Linked DNA regions of Mus musculus: region 1 is linked to region 2. A link is a contact called in public promoter capture Hi-C data. All regions are on one chromosome and are shown on one strand. Each heading gives the region's core, a stretch centred on a gene start, on an enhancer-like site or on the middle of the called end of the contact. The rest is flanking DNA. Distances are from core to core; before and after follow the strand shown. Region 1 has its middle 9.7 kb from the start of Dpy19l1. Region 2 has its middle 8.7 kb from the start of Pigyl.

Region 1 (5,407 bases), core at 1,289-3,788, 2.3 Mb after region 2:
ATCAACTAGATGCTTGGTTCACTATTGCTTCTTTTTGGTGATTTCAACAGTCACAAGCATGGCCAGTCATCTCCTATCTTAAGTAGCATCTCCCTTTCAAAGCAGTATCTCAATAGCACCATCCTCTTCTTCCTTTACCCATAAATATTCTCAGTAGAGTTCTTCTACCTGCCGTCTCTGTGTCCTTATTTTCCTCCCAAGCTCTTGGAACCCTGGCATTCACATATAATATTCTACAGCTCTTCTCCTGCCAAGGTGTTAGTAGCCTCCACATTATCAGCTTCATAGGAACACGTCTCCATCTGCCCTGGAATCTGATCACTCACTTTCTAAGGTCCTCTCCTCCACAGCATCTGATCACTTATTTCCCATGGTCTTCTCCTCCATGGCATCTTGTGGTTCTCTTCTCTACCACACTTGGTCACTCACTTCCTGTGGTCCCTCTGAACCACCCTCCCAGGATTTGAGATTCCTTTGTCTGCTTTTATTTTGTTCTCCTTTGAAAGTACATCTTGCTTACAAATACTCATTTCCCCAGGATTTGAAAGCTTCCTCTTCTCTTTTTTATGCCATTTTCCCCAGGCAATGTTCTGACTTTGTATTAGCAACATATGTTGACAGTGAAGTGTGTTGCAGAGGGCAGCTGTTTGCATAATGGCAGCCAGGTCATGGGAGAAAGGAGAGCCACTCAGGCCTGCAGCCCATGGGATCAGGCTAACAGACACTCTGGATATGTTTCCCCCTCAATTAATCTTTCTGTAAACACCCACACAAAACACCCTAACATGTACCTCAGTTTACTAGGGGATTCTAAATCTACTCATACTGACAATTAAGCTTAATAATCACATTCTTTGCTACACATATCTAAACCTATGCCCTCAATTCCCCTCTCTGACTTGCAGAGCCAAATACATCACTGCCCACTCAATACTTGTACTAGAACTTCCCCTGGTGCCGCAAATGCCCAAATCACAACCCATGTTTTCTCTAGTGTCTTCACCTGAGCATGTAAGCATTCCCCCAATCCAGGAAGTTATTCTTCCGTTTTGTAATTCCTCAAATTGATCAATCTATAATCCTAGGCATCTGGCCCATCAACATCTGTCATTTCTCTCCTATAATCTATCAAAACCTTCAAACACATCCAAAGTGGTCTCTGCATCTTCTCTGACTACCCTTCAATCTTCTGCATCATGTTTCCTAGCAACCAAGTTACTTCCTGGGCACAAAGTATACACTTTTGCTCTATCCTGCCTTCCACTGAAGTATACTCCCTTACCATAGGCCGACAGTAACACAACTAGCCAATCATGGACTGCAATCACTCAAACCATAAGCCAAAATGAATATTTCTCTTAAAAAGTTGGCTATCTTGGGCATTTGTTGTAATAATCTTACCAGTAATGAACAGTGCATATCTGTTTCGTAAGCATATGAGGTCTTGTTTGGCTGAAATCTGATACAGATTTGGAGTGAGTAGGCCACGACTGATGAAAGTTCTCCCACCTGAAACATTCACTATTCATTTCAAAATAGTCATTATTTTTAAGTAATCTAGCAGATATATTTTAAAGTTAAGGTGTTTAGAGATTTAGTAATTTTGCTTACTAAACAAGTATCCAGTTAAAGTAAGCTTGTGTGAGAGATACTGTTTTTCTGTCAGTTAACTAAATATGAAGGGGCAGCTGCAGATGATTCACTTCTACCTCCAGATGACCCAATCAACATACACACTGCTCAGTGAGGGAACACTTTGCTTTGCCTGCCAAGAAGCTCTGACTAAGTTTTGTAGCAAACAACAGGGAAGGGGAGAGTAGTGTGGAAGAGAACTGGTCTATTGAGAAGAGAACTCACTGCATCTACTATTGACGTCTGTCCCTGACCTGTGGCTATTGTGCATTGGAAATCAATGCTACTTCAGAAGATCCAAAGTACAAAGTATGGTGAAATCATGTGCTACTGGCCTTGACCTTGCTTGTGGAGCAGTAAAAAAAAAAACCATCGTAGGTTCCAACAGTCTTGGGAGTAATACTTTGTGTGACCTCTGAGCAGTCGTGAGAGGAACAGAAACCACCATTGCTACTGCTGTGAGACAAAATGAGCATTCAGACAGGGGACAGCAGTGTGTTCTTACAGTACAGTCAACAAAAGAAGCAGATGGGCCTAGATTCTATCCTTGGCCCTGGAACTGCACATGCTACAGGCTTCCAGCCATGCTTGAGGGCTATATGGTGGTGTCGGTGAGATGTCTGGAGATGAACACAGTAACTTAACTACACTTACAGCCCAGTGTCCTTCCAGACTCTTCTGAACTTCCTCCAGTTCTCAATTGCTTCAAGTGTGAAAGTCAGAGAAAGTCAAGTGGAGCCGCTGGATTCCTCTGATCGGATGGTACAGTGGTCTTTCCTGGTGATAGTTGAGTGTTGTGTCTTGCTTGGTGATACCAAGTTTATTTGCAGCTGCATCTAAAACAGTGTTGTGGGAAAGCTGACACACACACTGATCTGTGGTTCCCTTTGCATCTTGTTGTAGCTCTGAAATACACACAGACCTAAGTTTGTTCTCCTTTCTTCTCTCCCATGATGGAATATATACAACCAGGCCTCTAAGAAGTTACCTACAGGGTACTTTCAGTATTCTCTTCAAAGTTGAACCTTCAGTATTATTTTCTCCATGGGAGTCAAGTGTGCAAGGAGAGACTGAAGGAACCAGCCCTGGGGAGCACGCCAGACAGTCAGGGCAGACCCATCCACTGCTATGAAGCCCAGTCAAGCTGTAGAGGCTATGCAGGGAGATGATGAAACTTCCAAGAGTGAGAGGCCCAGTCTGCACATCTGTTTTCCTCATTGAACACTATAGGGATCTGACTGCATTGCTTTCGCTGGCCATGTTTGCCAGCTGTATGTGTTCTCAAAGCCCCTGACTCTATAAGATCGTTGGGAGAAAGATTCCAAGGAAAGGTAAGGAGGACAGAGAGCCCTGACAAGGACAGTAAAGGCAAAGAACACAGGCAGATAGAGAGGAGGAAGGGAGCCAGTTAGTGAGGATCAGTTCACTGGAAACTGGAACAGAGGTAACACAACTGTTTGGAGTCTCTCCCACAGCTAGTGTAGTGCCTCAAAGAAACTACCCTGGAGCCCCGTGACAAGCCACCTGCTGCAATCAGGCTGCTACCTCGCCTGTCTGCTCCAACTACAGTACAGAGTTACTCATCACAGTAAAGGCGAGTTTGCTCTTCCCACCCAAAGGCAGACTGGTCAGACAGCAGGGCAAAAGCAAGGGGGAAACCTCAGTGTTCTAAATGGGAACACTCAAAGGTACTGGCACTGTTTCAGTCCTTGCCAAACATGAGCATGTGTAATTCTCACTGCATTGTGCAAGGTGCGTGCTGTCATTCCCAGTATCGTAGCAGAAGGACACAGAGACACTGAGTAACTCATTCAAGGTTACACAGCAGGTCAAGAGTAGACTCAAGCAGGTCTCTCCTACTCTGCCCTAATACTACTGCATTTGCTGTTACAGTGTACATGAAAGGCCAGGCACTGTGTTTTGTACTTTCTCTTAAAACCTCAAAATTACTTCTTTGGAAATGTGGCCGTCATTCCAATCATAGGCTTTCAGAAGTATGTACAGAGCAACAGAGTGTGGCATTTTATGGGGATTAAGTTGACTTCCCTTTAATTTATATACGTATAACTAAGCCCCTGGCAGACTGACATTCTATTGTTAGTAACAAATGACTTTTCCATTGCTCACAGCCCATAGCAGCACGCCAGTGTGTTGTGACACCATCATGGCTAGGAAGCCACTGGCTTGGAAAATAAACGTGAATGGGGGATATTTATATAACCAAGTTGGAAACGTAGTTGGAAGACACACAAAACAAGACATCAGCAGTGCATGTCAGTCTTCCAGCCTTCCTGAAAACAGATTTTTAAAACAGTACTTGGTGGTAAAACCAAAGCCTGTAGTGCCAAGTAGCGGCTGGGAACTAGGAATGGGGGTTTCTAGGATGCCTGCAGAGTAAGCTTGGGGCATCTGGGGAGGACCCCAGGCTTCAGGATAAGGCCCAGAGTTATTGTTGCTAAAGAATTCAATTCCTTGACTGGGAATGGTCTCTGAAAGGTCACGTGACTCATCATGAAGGAAGAAATCAGGGCTTCTCCAGGGACACATGTAAGTGCTTCCTGGGGTCATTTGGTCCTCAGATGTGCCACAGCAGTCACGTCACTTTAGTGGAGTCATTCGTTGGTACCCTGAAGGGAGGAAGCACACACGTCTTGCATTCCCATCCAGTTAGAAGAGTCTGCAAAGCTTTAATAAAAGCAAAACCGAGATGGATGTCAGTCGCCCTGGAAAGGGTGAACTCTGACTGCTCTGCTCTCAGTGCTTATTTCCTCTTGCCTTCACGTTTCTTCCAGAAATCCACCCCCAAATTATGTTCTTTTTCATTTCAAATGAATAGCTTCGTGGATCCCGTGTGTGTCTCTGGGCTGCAGATACTAAGTGATACACTGCTGAATTCAACCCACACATGAGTGTTATTTAGACAAAAGCCAAAGGATCTACATAATGTCTGTGTGGAAATGCCAGGGCTTCAGGATTCAGTTCAGTATTCTTATATATCTTCTTTCCCCCAGTCCTTTCTTACATAGAACGCATTTGAGGATATTTCATTAAAAAGAAGAAATTATATGGGGGAAGTTAGTTTTGAAACATCAGTATGTTTCCTTTGGCTAGATTCCAAATGATCACAATGGCCATAAGAGATATAAGTTCATACTAATATATCAATTAATTATCTCAACATTCTCAAGGCCTTGTTGGTTGGGGAATTTGAGGATTAAAAACAACAACAACATTGATTTGGAACTTCAGGGCCTACTAGGGGTTGGGCAACAGGTGTGATTTTGAGGGCAAATATGAAGAAAGCCATGCTCTGCCCTAACTCGGCAATGAATTGTTGAAGATAGCCCTCACCATGAATCCCAAGTCTGTGATGGATAGTACTGTTGTACTGGGCGAGCATTGAGTTAGGCAAGGGCGGAGCTCCAACTCAGAAAAGGAACGTGGTAGGGGCGGCATGACACCAGAGGAGGTGTACAGCACACTGAGAGAAGAGTAAGGGAAAGAGGGAGGGGAAAGGAAGGAAGGAGGGGGGACAAAATGTCCCAGTCAGAAAATGCCATGTGCCACTAGTCTTTGGTTCCAGGCCCTTTCCAAAGTCCAGTCTCACTCCAAACACTCCTGTACTTGAGCACCTGATGTTTTCCTGAGTGGGTGGGCTCATACAGCTGTCTTTTTAATGTTTCTAAACCAAGAGTTGATGAACGTAACTGTATGACTACTGAAAAGAGTATAAAACAAGATGTTTATCCATCTTACACAAATGGAATGGTTTCTG
Region 2 (5,646 bases), core at 1,064-3,563:
AGGAGAGATGAGAGTGGCTCACTGCGAGAGTGGTTGTAGGCCTGTGATGAGTGTGTAAAGCATGTGTGTGTGTGTGTTGTGGGCCATGGCTTCAGTAAAAATAAACTTTAGTAGCCAATAAACTCGAAACATTCTTGGCCTCCTTTGGGGCTAACATTCTAGAATTTTTGTTTTTTTAAATCCAATTTGATGTTACTCAACCAGGTTCTGTTGCCCATTTGAAACGAGCTTTGCAAAGACAAGAGACAGTCAGATACAACATGGGGGATCCAGTTCTTCAGTTGGCGTCCTGAGCTGGGGTAAGGCTTAGGGGTACTTAAGAGATAAAGAAGCGGAACTGAGGAGGAGCCGTTAGGTAAGACAGCATGTGAGGTCATGAGGAGAAGCCGTTACGTAAGACAGCATGTGAGGTCAGACCACCCCTGGGCCTCCACCTGCCATGCATGCAGGGGTCTAAGTACATCACACCCATGCCGTAATGTGCATTTCCCCTCCAGAAATAATTTAAAATTATTTTATCTCTTTGAAACATAGTCTGTGTATCCTTGGCTGGCCTGGAGCTTGATATATAAACCTGTCTAGCCTCATACTCAGAGACCTACCTGCCTCTGCCTCTGGCTCTGGCTCTGCCTCTGGAGGGCTGAGTTAAAGGAAAGCAGCACCACACTGGGCCTTTTTATTTTCTTAATCCCTGGGGACTGAACCCAGGGATTCTTGAATCCTAGGCAAGGAAGGACTCTGTTAACTGAAGTTACATCTCTGGTTTCCTCACAGGCATTCTGCCCTTAGTAATGAGCAGTGGGTGTTTTCTGAAGGGTTATTGACTGGGAAACCGGACAGGCTGATAACATCTGCACACCGGAGCTCGGACCACACCGGTGTTCCTCTGTATCTACACCGCCGAGGCTTCTCGAGGTAACAGATCTGCAGATGGGATCATCCACCCCGAACTTCCCTTTGCTGTCCTACAAAACCCCAAGCTCTGACCCCAAGCCATAAAATTATTTTCATAGCTACTTCATAACTATGACTCTGCTAGTGTTATGAATTGTAATGTAAATATCCTTCATTGTCCTGGCCAAAGGACCTCTGTGGAGGTCCGCCTCTTACTTTCCATCGATCCTGTTCTAAAACTTTTAGTAGTTTGAGATGAACAAAAGCAAGCTCAGAGTTCCTGAAAGACAACACAGGTGATCTATTAATACCGTCATGACCCGTCTACCGAAAAACTAATGGGACCACACTCCTTAGTGACTCAGAAAGGTGTCCTGGTGGCCCATGAAAGAAATTTGAGTACTCAGGGAGTTGGAAGCCAATGACTAGAGGTAGAGCCTTTTGGGTAGAGTGGCTACCAGGAAGAAGGCCCTCGGTGACATCCCCAACACACCATAAACCCAGCTGGGTATGAAAGCATACACACCTGTAATCCCAGCGTTCAAGAGACAGAAGGACCAGGAGTTCAAGTACATCCTCGGCCACACAGCTTACTTGAGGCCAGTCTGGGCTACATGAGACCCTATGTCCAAAAAATAAAAAATAAAAAAGCCTTTATGTTTCTCCTCAGTAGCCCCAATCGACTTGAGATTCTAGAGCAATGGTTTCAGCCTTCTTAATGCTGCGACCCTTAAATATAGTTCCTTATGTTATGGTAACCCCAAGCCATACAATTATTTTCATAGCTACTTCATAACTATGACTTTGCTAGTGTTATGAATTGTAATGTAAATATATGTTTTAGCTCGGTGACAGAGGCACACTCCTTTAATCCCAGCAGAGGCAGGCGGATTTCTGAGTTAGAGGCCAGCCTCTACTACAGAGTGAGTTCCAGGAGAGCCAGGGTCATACAGAGAAACCGTGTCTTAAAACAACAAAACAAAACCCTGTGTCTTGTGATGCTCGTAAAACGACCCTTTTTAACAGGGTCTTTCGATCCCCGTCTCCAGCCCCCAAAGGGGTTGCAATCCACAGCAACCTGAGCAATTGTCTTGAGCAAATTTAACCCTAGTTTTTCTCCCCTCGATGCGCAGGGCGAAGGGGCGGGACTGCAGTAACTGTCCAAGGAGACGCGCCGCTAGCCGGGGCGGGACGCTGCCACGCAAAGCCACCAAAGAGACTGAGTCTCTCACTCGCGAGGCTCGGGTGGTCGGGTCTGTCTCGGTAGTTGTCACTCAGGCTGTCTGCCCCCGCCCGGGTCCTGCTGTGCCCTGCGGGGAACCGGGAACCGGGAGGGAGGCATTCTTAGGACCTCCGGGAGGACGCGATGGTGAGTGCAGCCGGGGAGTGACTGCTGCGTGACGCTGCGTCACTCGGGAGTCTGCGCCCCAGTTTGCCACCGGCTCGGCTCGCTTCGGTTTGGCTCCGCCGGGCTCTGCTCTCCGCACCGCCGTGGAGTGGGCGTGGCGGCAGCTGCATCCTGGCTGCTGAGTGTGCAAGAGCTGTGGCCTGAGGGTCCCCAGCCCATCACTGCTCCCTAAGTGGCGCCGACTTCCCCAGTGTTGTCTCTGTTTACCGGAGGTCTCAAATTAGCGACCCTATTCCAGCGTAGCTTTTCAAAATCAGCAGCCAGTGGAGGCCTTCGTTTCCGGTTCCCCCTTTCCACATTTCCAGTAGCAGCAACCCCTCTCCAGGTCACTGTCTTTTTTTTTTTTTTTCTTTCCCCTCTCTCATCCGCCCCCCCCCCCAACCCCCACTCTCTCCGCAGGGTTTCTAGTCTCTTCTAGCCTGGGTTTAAGCGGTACTGGGGGTGGATGCATGGCTTCCAGCCTGCTGGTCAGTACTCTCTCCATGCTAACTCCTCATCCTCTGGTCTTCACCTCCCAAGTCCCAAGTATTTCGATTACAAATCTGTACAATCGCATCTGGTGACTTTTCTACATCCTACACACACACGCTATTTTAATTACAACTTTTCTTTAGGGCAAGGTTGGTTTGGTTGGTTGACTGATCTTTGCAGTGCTGAGGACAGGACCCAGGGCTTTGAGCTTTATCATTGAACTGTATCTCCAGTGTGTGTGTGTGTGTGTGTGTGTGTGTGTGTGTGTGTGTGTATTAGCATGTATGCATTGTACAAGTTTCACTTTGCAATTCAGGATGGTCTCAAACTAATAATCCTGTCTGTCTCAGCTTTCCAGTTGGTGGGGTTACAGGGAAAGGATTCCAGATTTGGCCGAATGGCTGTTACAAAGCTCTGTGTTTTGTTGCTGTCTGCATGAAGCTTTCTGGAACTGTAAGATGTGTAGACCTGCCCTCTCAGTGTCTTCCTGGGCACAGACATTGAAATTAAGGTTTTTTTGAAACCTTTTTCTGGGTCCCTTGCCCTTGAGGTACAACTCCTAAGTACTTCCTTTCCTGGCTGGCTGGTGTCACCTTTAAGGGCGTTACTCGTTTGAGTCGCAGTTTTTCATTAAAAAGGGAAACAAAGGGCTGGGGAGTTGGCTTAGTGATTAAGAGGACCCAGGTTTGATTTCCAGCAGTCACATGGCTGTCCTCAGCTGTCTTTAAAGCCACTGCCTGAGCTCTATCTCCTGCTGACACCCATGCAGACAAAACACCTACATACGAAAAAGTAACACGTGAGACTCAGTGCCCCCCCCTCATGCCACCTGCTGCAAGCTAGAATGGAGGACCCTCTGTGGCACGTGCATGCCAATAAATAAATAAATAAATAAATAAATAAATAAATAAATAATTTAGTTTAGCCGGTCAGTGGTAGTGCACGCCTTTAATCCCAGCACTCGGGAGGCAGAGGCAGGTGGATTTCTGAGTTCGAGGCCAGCCTGGACTACAGAGTAAGCTCCAGGACAGTCATGGTTACACAGAGATACCCTGTCTGGGAAAAAAAAATTAGTTTAAAAACTGTGCAGAAACATAGCTATTAAGCTGTTTCAGGGTGAGCCAAGCCCTGCTAGCAGGGGGTTTTAGGGTGCTTTGTTTCAGCGTGTGTCTCAGTGCTGACTAGGGAGTAGGCAAAGTGGAGGATGCGCTAAGGCTCAGGACTGTGAAGATGTAATCGGCTCTAGGTGCTCATGCCTCTCCCTCCTGTCCGCTCTCTGTCTGTCTTGTCTGTCTGTCTGTCTGCTGATTTCCTTGTACACTTTTAGGTTTAAACGTTCACGTTTATTTTACACGTTTAAGTATATGCCTGCAAGTATGTCAGTACAACATGTTTTGCCCTCAGAGGCCAGAAGAGGGCGCCAGAACTCCTGGAACTGGAGTTACAGATGGTGGTGCGCCACCTTGAGAGTGCTGGGAACTGAACCTGGGTCCTCTGGTAGCGCAGCATCATCTGGCCAGTCCGTCCTGCACAATTTTAAAGGGAGGCAGAGAGAAAAAAAATGGGCCTGTGATAAATCTGTCAACAAGTTCGACCTGGTGGCCCCAGCTGTCATCCCAGCCTTGAAAAGGATTGGATGGAAGAGCATGAGTTGGAGATTGGCCTGGGGCAACAGCCAGACACTGTCTAAGGCCGACACACCATTTTTATTTATGTGTCTGTGTTAGAATATGATGTGCTGCCCTGCCTCACTGCAAGGAGACCAGAAGAGGGTGTTGAATGTGGAGCTAGTAGTGGTTGTGAGCAAGCAACCCAGTGTGGGTGCTAGGGACTGAACTCAGACCCTCTGAAGACCCTCAGAAACGTTCCTAACTGCTGAGCCAACACTGCAACCCCTCACGGGAATGTTTTATGGACTGAATGCAGATCTCTGTGAATACATACGTATCTCTCTTCCTCTTGTAAACACATATGGGACATTTCAGGACTCAGTGACCTTTGAGGATGTGGCTGTGAACTTCACCCAGGAGGAGTGGGCTCTGCTGGACACGTCCCAGAGGAACCTTTACAGAGAAGTTGTCGGGGAGATCTTTATGAACTTGGCCTCTGTGGGTAAGGATGACATCTCCCCGTTACTTTTCCAGTTACACAAACACGCTCTGCCCGTCATTGCTGGTCCATGATTGGAACTGTGGAAAAGGAACTCTCTGATACTAACCATAGCATCATTGCAGCAGATCCAGATCCTGGAGTCTCATACATTCTCTCTAATAACTCCGTTTTCTCCACTCTGCGTTGCAGGGGAGAGATGGGACCAGAATATTGAAGACTGGTACAGAAATCAGGGCAGGATCCTAAGGTAACTCACTGAGAACAGAAAGGATTGTCCCATGATAGGAGGGTAGGAGGTGGCGCGGTAGCTCAGGCAGTGCAGTGCCTTCTGAGCAGCCATGGGGAACCTATGTCTGCCTCCTGGGATCTCTGTGAAGAGCCAGGTGGGTGGGGAATGTGCTTGCCATTCTGGCTTTGGGGAGGTAGAGCAAGGTTGATCTCTGGGGCTCACTGGCCCCCCCAGTCCAGTCATATTGCCTAGTTCTTTGTGGAAGCAGAAACCCAGTCTCAGAAAATAAGGTTAGCCAAGTGACTGAGGAAGACATGGGAGATTGACTTCTGGCCTCCACATACACACACACACACATGTACACACATACACAGACATGTATAGATACACACAGAATTTTAATTCGATACGAAGTTTTAAAAAATAAATCTGGGCTGGTGAGATGGCTCAGTGATTAAGAGCACCGACTGCTCTTCCAAAGGTCCCGAGTTCAAATCCCAGCAACCACATGGTGGCTCACAACCATCTCTAA

Evidence for each region. Promoter capture Hi-C pulls out the DNA fragments that hold promoters and counts their contacts.
Region 1: a contact with region 2 is called in a promoter capture Hi-C map of liver, with 2.5 times the contacts expected there. The contact joins two enhancer-like sites.

The regions. Positions count from the first base shown.
Region 1 is chr9:24,510,138-24,515,544 of GRCm38.p6, forward strand. No RefSeq gene overlaps it. Among named protein-coding and RNA genes, the nearest start is that of Dpy19l1, 9.7 kb to the left of the region's middle. Within about 2 kb of position 2,539, at least 42 of the 459 cell types and tissues checked have an H3K27ac peak or open chromatin away from gene starts, as enhancers often do. A contact at or near this core is called in liver, where this site is marked.
Region 2 is chr9:22,162,723-22,168,368 of GRCm38.p6, forward strand. No RefSeq gene overlaps it. Among named protein-coding and RNA genes, the nearest start is that of Pigyl, 8.7 kb to the left of the region's middle. Within about 2 kb of position 2,314, at least 232 of the 459 cell types and tissues checked have an H3K27ac peak or open chromatin away from gene starts, as enhancers often do. A contact at or near this core is called in liver, where this site is marked.